Linked DNA regions of Dromaius novaehollandiae: region 2 is linked to region 1. A link is a contact called in public Hi-C data. All regions are on one chromosome and are shown on one strand. Each heading gives the region's core, a stretch centred on a gene start, on an enhancer-like site or on the middle of the called end of the contact. The rest is flanking DNA. Distances are from core to core; before and after follow the strand shown.

Evidence for each region. Hi-C and Micro-C count contacts between places; a contact is called where the count stands out from the background.
Region 2: a Hi-C map of liver shows a contact between it and region 1, with 7 times the contacts expected there. The contact joins the enhancer-like site here to the promoter of ABTB2 in region 1. A contact is called at or near these places in 2 of 4 Hi-C or Micro-C datasets (brain and liver).

Annotation. Positions count from the first base shown.
Region 1 is chr5:51,325,321-51,331,849 of bDroNov1.hap1, reverse strand. It overlaps ABTB2 (ankyrin repeat and BTB domain containing 2), which reads right to left and starts at 3,475. Exons shown (of 17, transcript XM_026099973.2): 1 at 2,206-3,475. The coding sequence starts at 3,070.
Region 2 is chr5:51,454,425-51,461,162 of bDroNov1.hap1, reverse strand. It overlaps ABTB2 (ankyrin repeat and BTB domain containing 2), which reads right to left. Exons shown (of 17, transcript XM_026099973.2): 7 at 6,245-6,346; 8 at 3,857-3,953; 9 at 2,366-2,501; 10 at 266-492. Among named protein-coding and RNA genes, the nearest start is that of NAT10, 46 kb to the left of the region's middle. Within about 2 kb of position 4,587, at least 1 of the 2 cell types and tissues checked has open chromatin away from gene starts, as enhancers often do.

The DNA of each region.
Region 1 (6,529 bases), core at 2,226-4,725:
AGAAAGAATAAAGAAGTTATTTAAAGCTTTCTGTATCAATATAAAATCACTTGTAGTCTCGTAACTGCAAGAAATGACATTTAGAAGATTCACTGACTTGCATTAGATAAAATATTAGTGACAGACTGTCACAGTAAATCACAGTATGCCTTTAGGTGCACTTTATACAGTTTTCAGACTTTAAAAACATGCATTCAATTATTGACAGAGCTGATCAGAAAGACAAGAACAACAAAAGAGGTAACAGAAGCCAACCCTTCTGTGGCCAATCACTGCCTCATATTCTACTATAAAAGCGTTATCATAACTGACCATTTGGTGTTCTGAATATTTATAAGCACTTCCCTGCACAGTCACTCATGCTTCCATTGAACACCAACTTCCATTCATTCACTGCATTTTTTCCAAGACAGAGATTTCTCATCGGGGGGGGGGGGGGGGGGGGGGGGGAAGAAAAAGAAAAAAAAGGTCAGCACCATGACTGATTAACTCTTCCTTTCCATTTTACACACAAACTGCGTGGCAGAAACTAAGTGGAGATCATGAACACCTGAACTGCATCTTTTCCTTTGCAGAACCATGATATTTTACTCCAGCTTCCACAGATAAGGAACAGAAGATGGAACTGAGTCCTCTTTTTGGACTCAGCTACAAATATTCCCTGGGTATATGAAGGATTACGACAACTGTTTTGGCAAGGCAAGACATCCCAATACCTTTACAATCTTGCATGAAAGACCCTGTAGTTTAAAAAGCAAATGTCTATGTTCAACTTTTAAACTTACAGTTATGTTTTATACCAGCACCAAAAGCACACCCCAAAGGGCTTTTTGCATTTAATTCACACACATTTAGTAACATTGTCAGTAGACAGGGTGCAGATAAAGTGTACAAGAGAGGGTTTGAGCGCTCAGTGATAGAAGCCATCCTCTTAAGTAGTTAGGATGCACCAGGCTGACCGGATAAAGAGAAATTGTGAGGTTGAGCAGTTACTGCACCCATCCACTGGTAATCTGAATTGCTACATTATTGCTTGGGGGTGGGGTAATAGGAAGGTAATGTAGCTGATCAGCATAAGTCGGCCTTTTTCTGACAAAGTGTTTCATTAGTAACATTCACTTAAGGTATCATTTTTCCCCTCAAAGAAAATCTGCTCCTTCGCTTGTCCCTCTTTATGAGATTACATTTTGAAGAGACCAAGCCACTTGCTTTTATAAACAGTTAAATCAAAAAGGTTTTCTTTGTGGAGTATCTGACAACAATGAAGCCAGTAAGAGTCATGAAACTGCACGGGGTACACAGAACGGCTTTCTGAATTAAACGCTTCTCTAAATTTTCCACGGAAAATTGTGGTACTCCTCAGTGTGACACAACAAAAAATAAACAGTGCAGCTTCCTAACAGAACTGTCAAGATACAAGTCTTTTAAATTGCTCCACAATCTCCTAAAAAGATGCCAACATTCCTTTATCTGCTTATTTACTTAACTGCTTAAAAAGTCTGCTTTCGAATCAAGTGCCAGGATTAAGTATTTTAATGTCAAGTTATTGAGGTACCATCCCACATACTTCATTTGGCAAGCCAGACATGAATTCATGTTTACTACATGAGCATAGTACAGCACAGCCTTGTACTAAGCTAGAAGGACGTTTTGCTCAGGAACTGAACTTTATTACTGCAATGAAAAAAAAAAAAAATCAAGTTGTTTTCCCTCTCCAGGCTGTATGTGGGAATAGCATCTTTAAGACGAAACTCTGCAAAATTCTCACTATATTCTACTATACATTGGTGGTAGAGTGAAGTAGGTTTTGTTTAAAAAGAATAGCGATATTTTCCGAAGAATGGCTTGTTAATGCATGTTTCATATCATGGGTACAGAAAAGCGTGCATACATGCCAATTATAGCAAAAATGCTCAAAACAGCAGCTGGTTGAAATTTTGAAGAGACATTTGTTAAAACAACAGGGCTTGGTTTCCCACCACCTCTGCACCTTCTATAAACTGGTACGTGTTAAGAATAAAGCGGTGTCAATCCTGCCTGGTAAAACTATGTCGCACACACAAACCACTACCAAGATGCAATTCAGATGGAAAAAAAAAAAAACCAAACAAACAACCCCCTTCCCCCCAGATCCATAGAAATTACTTATTTTACGGGTAAAGCCCGTTGGTACAAAGACTAGCGATCATGAAAGTTGGATCTTACCATTAGCATTTTTCCCACAAATGAGATGTTCGTAAGGTTGCAACACTCCCCAAAGTTCAGCATCATTGTTGATAACCATCTCCAGGATTTCAGCTGAGATCTCCCCTCCTCCAACATCAGGGCTCTGACTTGTCAAAACCCTGGCTTTAATCTCTTCTACAAGGTTTTCCATGCAAGAAGTTAAAGAGATGGCTGCATATTCATGGATCCTAACTGAGATCCTAGTGTCCACCATCCACCTGAAAAACCTGCCCACTGAAAAGGTGAGGCCACATCTAGCTGATTTACCCTTCCTCAGCCCATCTCCAGCACTCATGCTGTACAGAGAAAGCGCCTTGACAGTCGCCAAGACACAGCTTTCTGACAACGACCAGCTCTGGATGAGCTTGATAGCACTCTGAACCTCAAACCTGGTACACTTGGAGTGCATCACGCTGAGACGCTGAGCTTCCCTGGAGATCCGGATCAAGGCACGCCTCAGTAACTGAGAGAGCCGCCTGACAGCTTCCTGAGTAAAGGTTCTGGTATTTCCATCTCCCTTCCCTTTTCTGAGTATTTTTCCAATGTCTTCATCAGTCCAAGGGTATTCCTCTAGATCCGGCAGCTTAGGACACTTGGAAAATATATCTGCAACTTCTGGGTCTTCCGGCAGAACAGTGTTCACTGTATCCCAGCTGTTATTCCTACTGTTCATGGAGCCCGAGTAGTACCACCAGTTGCCTCTGTGCTGAGAAGAGGTAAAAGCTTGGGAGTTGGACTTGGAAGAAGAGAGACTAAGGGACCTGCAGGAATCCCCTGCCCCATAACCAGAGTCCAAAGTTAAATCCTCCAGGGTCTTCAGAGTAGAGCTGTATATCCCAGCCATAGGAAAGACGGGGAAGCCAACCGCAAAAGGCACAAAAGGGGCGGCTGCGCCGGCCGAGCCCGAGGCGCCAGCCCCGCAAGCGGCGCGGCAGGATTTACAGCGCGCCGAGGGGAAGCGCAGCGCAGCCCGGCTCCGCCCGCACACCGGCTACCTCCATCCCGCGGGAAGGCGGCGCTCAGCCATCTTCTGCCTCGGCAGAGACCGCCGGGCTGGCGGCCGGTGTCAGACAGCCCCGGGGGCGCCGCCGGCGCTCGCTGCCGCGGCGGTCGCCGGGCCTCGGCGGGCGCGGGGCGGCGGCGGCGGGCGGGGCGGCTCCGCGGGACACTTGCGGCAGCTTTGACTCAACTTCTCCGCCGCAGGTCTGCCGGGCACCCCGGCACGGCGGCATGCAAATGAGCTGCGGGAAGCGGCACCAATCGGCGGCTCCGACGGGGACCGTCTCCGCCAGTGAAACCCGAGCTGGGCGGGGAACATGCAAATGCGGCGCGGGGAAGGGAGAGGCGAGGGAGGCGCCGAGGCAGCGGGCGGCGCGGCGCGGCGAGAGGGGACGCGAGGACAGGCCGGGAACACCGGCGCCTCTACCGGGGTGCAAAGCTGCGCGAAAGCGGGCGCTTTTCTTGCAGACTGCAGCCCCGGCCGGGCGTGGGACACCAGCACCAACGGTGGGAAATAAAGATGCCTTTGTGCCTTCTCCTTCCGTCCACGCCCTCTCCGCTTTCGGCAGCCCTTCGGCAGCGGGCTGGAGTTTTCCCCCGCTTTCCTTTTAGCTCCCCTGCTCGGCGGCGGAGCGGGAATGCCGGCTCTCCCGGGCGCTCCGCACCGGCGAGTCCCGCAGGCCGCGGAGGGAGGGAGGCAGGGAGGGAGCGAGCGGCCGGCCGCGGGTCACTGCATGAATGGGGGATTGTGCAGGCGGCCACGCAGCCGGCGTGCCGAGTCCTGAAAGGCGCCTTTGTGAGGCGGTTTACACAGCCCTGACCTTGAACCGTGAGCTGGATGTGAAGCGGAGGTGTCTGGCTCGGCTCTTCCCCGCCGCCCTCCGCCCCGGGCAATGGTCCTTCCCGCAGCGGCGGCTGGGGGCGGGCTGCGCGGGCCGAGGGCTCCGCCTGCCGGCGCGCAGGCTGCGCGGAGCGGAGCGGAGCGGTGCGGGCAGCCCCGGGAGCGGCCCCGCGGGAGGCGAACGGGCGGCGGCAGAAGCCCCGCGGCCCCCTTGGGTCATCGAGTTCTCGCAAGTCGCGTTAGATAACACGGGTCCTTTTGTTTGTTTGTTTGTTTTTAAACATCTTTTGGCAAGACGTAAGCACGCCAAAGAGCACTAACAAGACCCCTGCTATTTATGACCATCAAACCATAAAAGCCTCAAGACAAACAGGTATCGTTTTGCAGACTGCAGAGCCCTAAAGGACATTAGCAGCAGAGGACCAAGGACTGCCACAGAGAGCGAAGGTAGTCAGAATCCATTTTGTTAATGCTCGGTCTCTTTTCACAAGTCTCTGTTTAGCAAGCTGCAGTGACTGCAAATATTCATCATTTAGCATAGTTAAAGCATTGATTTCAGGTTTATTTTTGTTCAACAACACAGAAATGTTTCCAGTACTCTTATTTACAAACACAGTCTTTTACTCCTGCTTTGTAAGATACCTATGATTTCTGTGCTCATTCTCTTTCTCTAAAATTAGGTTTAATATTTAAAGCCCCCGAAGGAAACTTCAGTCATCAGCTTGGGCACTCGTTCACTCAAACCACTACTGCGATGACTCGCACGAAAGCGGCAGTTCTCTCTGCCGTCCATAGGCGGCATCCTTTACCACCCTTTGGTTATGACAGCCTGTTCTGTCTTGTGCTCATGCACAGTAAATGCACTTTCTTCATTCTCCAACTAAATATACTCCAGTCAAAGATACCAAGCACACTAGTATCTTTTCCTGTTGTCTTTGGTAGCATCAGACCAAAAGCTTTCACTTACAAGTTTAGACCACTTATGTGGCAACAATGAGCTTCCCAAAGAAGTCAAAGCATCTGATGGTTAAAAGGTGCCTGGAAAGTGTATTTAAAATTTAGAACTCCAAGATAAGCATTTTACAGTCACATTCATGGAGCAGCAATCTATTCTCACAGTGTTTGTGGTATTTTCCTATTAATGGGAATTTGCAATGGAAGAAGCAAAAGTGTGTTTACATACACTTAAAGCAATTTGACCTAAAGCATACACCATTTCTAGAAAGGCATTACCTAACAAATATTTTGAACAGATATCGCTGTTGACCATCTATATGCATGCTATAGGCAATTCATTGATCTTCAATTTTTAAATAAAAAAACTGCAGAAATTTTCTAGTTCAAAAGTATAATGTCTTACTCTGATGGGATCTTGTTTCGTATTTCTTTTTACTGTACTATACATGGTGCTTAGTATCAATGAAAAACAGAGCAGCTGTATGAATGCAATATTTGAGAGCATTTGAAAAAATCATAGCTTCTGTAGTTTGCCCTTTTTGCACTCAGTTTTTCTCCTTGTGCTCACAGGCATGAGCAGCTCCCATTTATACTAGTAGCGCACCCTGCTAACTACTTTGTTCAGCCTCCCACTAGTTAACTCTCCAAATTGCTTTTTCCACATTACATCTTTTATCTTTCCTAGATCTAACCCAACTATAATACAGCTCTTTGCTTTTTCATAGCTTCTTCCCGTGAAAGCATGAACATGAAACACGAATTGTCCAACAGAACCAGGCATTCTCTCCTTGATGAGACTTCAATTCATTTAAGAATCTTAACGCTTCAGCCCATTATTTGTATCTGAACTGACAGTAGAGAACAAGTATTTACTAAATGGTTCTAATCCTCCGGTGTTATTTTACAGATCAATGCCGTTTCTGCTGTTTTGTTGTATTTTTCAGTCTTGAACACTATTTTTTAAACAAGTTCAAGCCCAGTAAAGACAACATGGTAATAGGTACCTGAATGCAAGACAAGTCATAATTGAGTCAAAGAACACAGTTGCAAGTCTCACACAATCAGTGCATTCAAGCAATACACTTTTTCTAGAAGATGATCTTTCCACTCTTAGCTCTGTACTTAATCCCATATCTTATGTACCATGAACTACTGCAGAATTTTTTACCCCCAACTTCTGCTAGATTCCCATATGCTGTTTATGCCTATTCAGATCACTGCTGCTAAACTTGTCATATGGATTTTCCACATCATACAGCTGTATTACATCCCTCTGCATTTCTCCACTGCCTCCTCAAAACAGGGTACTTTTTAAATTCCCTATCCATACCTTTGGAATCATACACAGAGGCCTCTTTCTCTATTCTTGTCTTCGCATTGAATGCTGTATGAATGAGAAGCAGTCAGCAAGACCAAGCTGTCATCTCTTTCTCACTAAAAAGGCTTTGTTCTTTGTTCTGTGCTGCCCCTTTGCAGATGCTTTCTCTAGAATCCAGCCTGCCCTGT
Region 2 (6,738 bases), core at 3,338-5,837, 130 kb before region 1:
TGTTTTGATTCTTGAGAAAAGAGGAGCCAGCTTTTCAAAAGTGAGACACATCCCAGATCAATGTGAATTTGAAAAAACTTGTGAGAAGCCTTAAACAATTTTTTATTTAAATTAAAGAATGATTAAATTATAACTGATTCCCATAAGCTTGGGACAGCTTTGAAGCTGGGGTTACAGACTCTAAGTGACATGTGCAGAGGAAAAAAAAGCTGTTTCACTCCCTAAATAGTGCTTGGTGCAGAGTGCCCAAAATAAAACAGCTTACCAAGGGTCCTGAGTTCCATGGTGATGTCCACGTAGCCGTGCTCAGCACTGTAGTACATGGCCTCCTGCAGAGCCTTCATTCTCGTTTTGCACAGCCTGACCTGCCCCTCACTGGAGCTGCCCTGGCTGGAGGTGTCACTCTCCACTCCCTCAGCTAAAATCTCCTCCAGCGAGAGGACGTCTCCCTTCAGTTGCTGGGGCTGGGTCAGGAGCTTGCGCAGAACATTCCTGAGGAGGAAAAAGAGGTGTCGCTCATTAATAAATGACGTATCGAAAATTCAGGCAGGACTATGGTGATTTAGGGCCTTGACAAACATCCTCTGGCAGACACATAGCAACATTTAAGATGCTCTCCCCTGTTATGCTACAAACTGATATGCTGGTAGCAAAGACAGAAGAGGAGGATATACTCCTGTGCCTTAATGGTGCCAATGCACATTTCAGAGTGTTAAGACAAACTGATTTTTATTGCAGTCTTTACTTTGGCATAGAAGTATGCTTCCTTCTGCCAGTCCTAAGTGTGGTAACATCTTAAGCTCTAAAGGAAGATTTTACCAGTGTGTCTGTTAGAAGCCTTGTTTTTTCCCGAACGACCATCTTCAAGGACTGTTAACATTGTTTTAGTCAGACTTGCTTCCTGTGTCAGTAAATTGAAACCACAAAAAATGATAGTTCTACATCATTAATTCCAGGGAGAATTTTTTTGGTTTGGAATTTCACACAGCAGTTACAAGAAGTAGGCTTTCTTGTGTCCAAACAGTACCTTTAGAAAGCTCGCATCGTCCTCTCCTTACAGACAGCTGGAGCCATCTGCAACAGACGTTTCCCATCCCAGGAAACCCACCCCAGTATCCAGCTGTGACACTGAATTGCCACTAGCTGGTGCTCTCCTTGCACCCAGCTACTCAGCATGAATCTCAATGCTTAATTTTGTGCTTTAGGATCACCCTACCCTACAGCTTCAGGAATCAGCCTTGAACCTCACAGTTTGCATGGTTAGATGTTACAGAAGATAGTGGGATGGGAACAGAATTGGCAACAGAACAGTGTGTAGTTTTACACTGTAAATAGCAGCATTAGACAGATCCAGTTCTGCTGAGTTTTGGGCCTTGTCTGAATTTAGGATAGTTTCTCTAGCGTACCCAGATGTGTGATGTAACTAGAGGTGCATTTCTGGCACCACTGTAAAGCAAGGGTGTGTGTAAGTAAGGTAGCTATTCTTTAACCTGCTACTAGAAAGGCCTGCTGTATGGCCTTCTGGGTATCACTGCCCCATCTCCATGAACAGTTTGGGGCTGTTTTAATTGGCTCGTTATGATAACATATTTTCTGGGAACAGACTTGGAAGGATTTCTAGATGAGTTTTTAAGTAATGTCTTAATGCAAAATAACAACCCTGCGAAGAGTCAGGGATGAAAAACCCAAACAGGCTTTTCACTGTTTTAATGACTGATCTCTTGGTCAGTCATCCAGAAACCAGAGATCCAGTCAACCAAATTCCATTCCAGGTTATTTTTGCCACCTTAATGTGATTTGATTCTGTCTCAGAACATGAACTACTGTCTTCAAAATCTATCTATAGATGAAACTTTATTAATAATTTGCTCATGTATGGCCTAGAACCAACTCCCATTCACTCTTGCTTAGTGCTGCAGAGCTAGATCAGCAAATAAGAGAATAAATTGCTTAGTGCTGCAGAGCTAGATCAGCAAATAAGAGAATAAAAAAAGCAAAGGCATTTCTGTTGCATTTTGTACCTTTGACTAAAATGTAACTATTTTTTTCTTCAAAGTTCTAGTTATTGAGTAAGGAAAGGCCTATGTAAACTTTCTTGAAGGGATGTAACAGAAAGCAACTAGCAGTTTAAAGAAGGGTTCACTTCCCCAAAAAGGCTCAAATGTGGCACTTTCTACATCAAAATCAGAACAGGCTGAGACATGCTGAATTAAAAAATTGTTGCTACCAGGACAGTTTTAACCCCCTGTCTTCTGAACTGCACACCCAGGGACTGGGGCAAGACTTGTACTATAAGGTCATATAGGAATATCTACAGTGGTGGCCTTAGCCTAACTATCTCTTCTGGACGTGAATAAAGCTTTACCTGTGTCCGTGTGCAGCTGAGTGACTAAAGCAGTTCATATCTTCATGAAGTGATGAAGACATACCATTGACTTCCAACATACTCAGGAGGGGATCAGCACCCCTGCTTAGTAATAAGCTGACCAACTCGTAGTTCCCTAGGGAAAAAAATGACAGAAACATAATGATTTCATTTTTATTACCTCTTTGAAAGCATAGCATAGGACTGTTAACAGGCAGACTGTACCAGCAACTTCTACACTAACCAGCTAAGGCTTTCAAAGCATCCTGCAAGCATGCATTTGTCCTTGTAACATCTCTGGGAGAGAATAACCAAGTCACAAAGCAGCTAAATTACCTAATAACAGACAACTAGCTAAAGGTAGAATGAAAAGAGAATTAAATTGGTCTGGCACTTCCCATACACGCATCTTTGTACATGCAATTTTTTTTTAGGCTTCAAGTAATTTTTTGTGTATCACATTTTAACTTAAACTGTAAGTAGACATGTATGCAACTACTTTAAGTAATATCATTTTCTCAGCTGTCCGTTTGCTGGTATATGTGGTTAACAGAGAAGGCTGGAAGGGAGCTGCTGGAAGCTGCACTCACTGACCACAGCTTCCATGAAACCACCTTGCAGGCAAGGTAGCAGTGCGGTCTGCATTCGGCCAGGCTTCCTTTCCACTGTTTTCATGAGATGTGGTGGGGAGTGGTGGCAAGAGACCTAGCACAATGTGCATCTGTCACTGGGAAGGGAGGAGGCCATTTTGTATCCCTCCAATAAAGCCTGGAGCAGAGCAGGCCACAGACTTGTCTTCACAAAGGCACAAAAATGAAGCAGAAGGAAAAGAGAAAAAAAAAAGTAAAAGCAGTTAGAGGAAAAGTGTCAGAAAATGGGTAAGTTTAGGCTAGTGCAGACTTGTTTGCAAAATGCTAAACTCTTCTCAGGACACCTAGGTAGAAGTAGTGCAGAATTTTACTTTTATTTAATAAATAATAAAACAAATTTCTTTATGTAGCAGTTATTTTTTTCCCCAGGCTGAATTTAAAGTTGCTAATTTTTGCATCTGGAAGTTATTTAGATCCAAGACATGCCCAGACTAGACAGTAGTTCTTTTAAGTTTCTTTACAGTGCCCTGTGCAAAGCAGGAGGTGTTTTAGTCCTCAGCTTTACTGTGGAGGCTGCTGGGAGGAGATGAGAGTTGGTACTAGTGGCAAAAGTGGATACTTGTTTAGTGGCCCATCAGCTTTTGCCATGTGATGATAAGCTGTTAGTCACTGCCAACCCACACTGGGTTCCTACTAGTGTTTTAGAAATGAAAAAAAGCTGAGTGATTAGTATCCAGCTCACAGTGCTCCCATTTGAAATCTTTGTTATATCCCACAAGGTCTTAGAGTGCAGTGCAAAATGAATCCTAATGCATTTTAGCTACCTGACCTGGGCGTGAATCAGCTGTGGTTGTTGTGTGGTAACAAGAGACAGTGTGTGCCACAGCCACAGTTAACTTACCTGCTGCTGAAGCCAGTTGAAGTGGGGTCTCAGCATAATTGTCTTCTCCACTGTTAACAGCAGAGCCCTCAACATGGGCACCAGCATCCAAGAGCAGCTGCAAAAGATGCATTAAAGACCAGGAGTTGAGAAAAGAGCAATTCAGAAAGAAATAACAGAAGAGACTGTGTTTATAAAGGAAAACCATTTGATTTATGGTGAAGAGTGCATGCACACAAAGGGGCATCTCAAAGGCTAAAGCAAAATATCCACTGCAAGGCAAATTTCTCTCACATTTCCTCCCTCAGTCTATGCCTAAAGCCTCCGCATGAATGTCGATTTAGAGATTTCTTATTTTCTTTTGCTTTACTGTACTGTTACTGTGAATTTATTCCGGAGTCTCAGAAACAATCTCTCTTTTTTTTTAATTTTATTTATTTATTTTAAAATCTCCCATATGAGCACGGTTTTGCTAATGTAATTCCTCCCTCAGTCTATGCCTAAAGCCTCCGCATGAATGTCGATTTAGAGATTTCTTATTTTCTTTTGCTTTACTGTACTGTTACTGTGAATTTATTCTGGAGTCTCAGAAACAATCTCTTTTTTTTTTTTTAATTTTATTTATTTATTTTAAAATCTCCCATATGAGCACGGTTTTGCTAATGTAATTCCCCCACTGCAAAGGGCTCTGCAGGCAGAGCCTCTCCCGAGCACCGGAAGGCCATCTCATTTAGTTTCATGCTGTGCGCAGGAAACGGGGCACCTTCAGGGAATTAGCCCTGCAGGCCAAACATACCTCTTGGGCCCCGCCGAGCCTGGATAAGGAGGCCACGGCAGCTTCAGGGACTTGCCACACACAGAGCCTGCTTCGCTGAACGCACTGAGCTATGTCATTTGTTTCACAGGGGAAACAACCCTCTCCCAGGTGAGGGGAGAAGGTTACAAGACGCTGGGACCTCTCACGGCCAGCTAGTGCTGGCTTAGTGCCAGCCAGCGTCCAGGCACCCAGCGCACCGCTCGCAGCCGCGGACCCGAGGGGCTGCCCCCCTCCTGCTGGCAGCGAGGGCGGCCCACGCGTCTGTCAGAGCCCTGCGCTGCGACTTGCCACCGAGGGCAGGAGTCCAGCTGGCTGCACTGCATAACGTTGTCACAACTGAACAGCCTCAGCCATCCCCAATTACTTACAACACTGGCCTTAGCACAGACAGCATACATAGTTTTGTAATGAAAATGTGAATTGTCTGTAGAGCATTGACGACCGGTTCATTGGCTAGTTTGTTCCTCTCTCAAGATACCGACTTTGCCATGCAATTATCATGTGGTAGACCTTAACTGGACAGGTGATTTCATACACGAATTTCAGAAAAAGCAGACATCTACCCTTTAATAATGATCGCTGAATGAAAAACTTTTATGTAAGCTTCAGAAGTTTCAAACAAAATAAAAGAAACAAACACTGTGGGTAACGCGGCCCACCAGAAGCTTTGATATACTTGGCTACATCTCCTGAGAGAATCACACTCTTACCTCGCATGTTAATTAAGGCTGTCCAACTTTTATAACACCAAAGACTGCACTGGCAATTGGCCAGAATCTAATCTTTGTAATTATTTACAAATGTACACAAACAAAAAATGAGTGCATGCAACCTCCATTTGCTTGCATCTTTTTTTCCTTTTGAGCAGAAGGTAAATTAAATTCACCAGCAATTGAAAAGCTGCAGTGATTAGTTTTGAATTCCTCCTGGAGCCAGGGGAGGATTTCCAGGATTCCACCCTACTCTGCTGCCTCCTGCATTAATTCCCTAGAAAGGAGCGCAGGGAGGGTGCAAGAGGCTTTCCTGCCATGACAGTCTGTTAAGTCTCATGTGTGCAGTTCTCAGGGATTATAGAGATAGTTACAAATCATGTGCTGCCATCAGAGCAGAAATGGACATGCACCTAATTTTTGCACACATAAAAGTATAAACCAATTAATATCTAACATTGACAAAACGCATCCTCATCAAGCAGTCTACTTGTAGCTGCTCCCCATGAAGCACCAGTTCATCGAATACCACAGAAATGACTGAGCTACTTTGTTCTGGAACTGGTAACCCTTGAACTAACACTGAAAACAAAGAATAAGGCGACATACTAGCTTCTGTTATCAAAGCCTTGCTAGATATTAGGTAATCAATTTGCAATTCTTTGAGGAAAAGCATCAGTTACATTCTCCATCTTTTCAGAACAAATGATTCTTCATTGATTTTTAGAAGGCTTCCACAAAAGTACACATGGAGCCCATGATTGACCGGTGCTTAAGCAGCCTGATAGTGAGGGTGCCTGCCCAACACGCAGCTCACTGCTGCACTTCAGTCCTTCGGTGGTTGCTTTAAAGACTCCTGACTGGTGCATTTCCTCTGCTTACCTGAACAACAGATATATGCCCGTGTAATACAGCAAGGGTAAGAGCAGTCCAGTGCCGGCTGTCAGGATGGACTGAAGGATACCGTGGAGAGGTGCTGGGAACCTGGGGAAATGGAAGCAGTTAGTTATTAACTATTGCAGTATCTGTCCCCTATTACCTTTAGACTTTTACATATCTGGCTTTTCACTTCGTAAGTGACAACCCCTGGGAATGGTAACTAACACCATTTAAAGAACGCTGCCAGCACTAGTCACTCTGGCCAGTCCCCTGGGCCTTTTTAATGGGCCTACTGGTTTCTTGCAGCGGCAGCTCTTTCAGGAAGGAAGCCCTCTTACCCCCTCCAGCCCTATTAGGCTCGCCAATGCCAATCGTAACTGGAGCCACTGAGTGTTCCAAGAGGCTTTCAAAGTGGTTGGTTTTGTATTTTTTTTTTCTTAAATCTCACAAATCCCTGAAGCAATGATTTCTAAAAGAAGTGCCTTACTCTGAGGCTG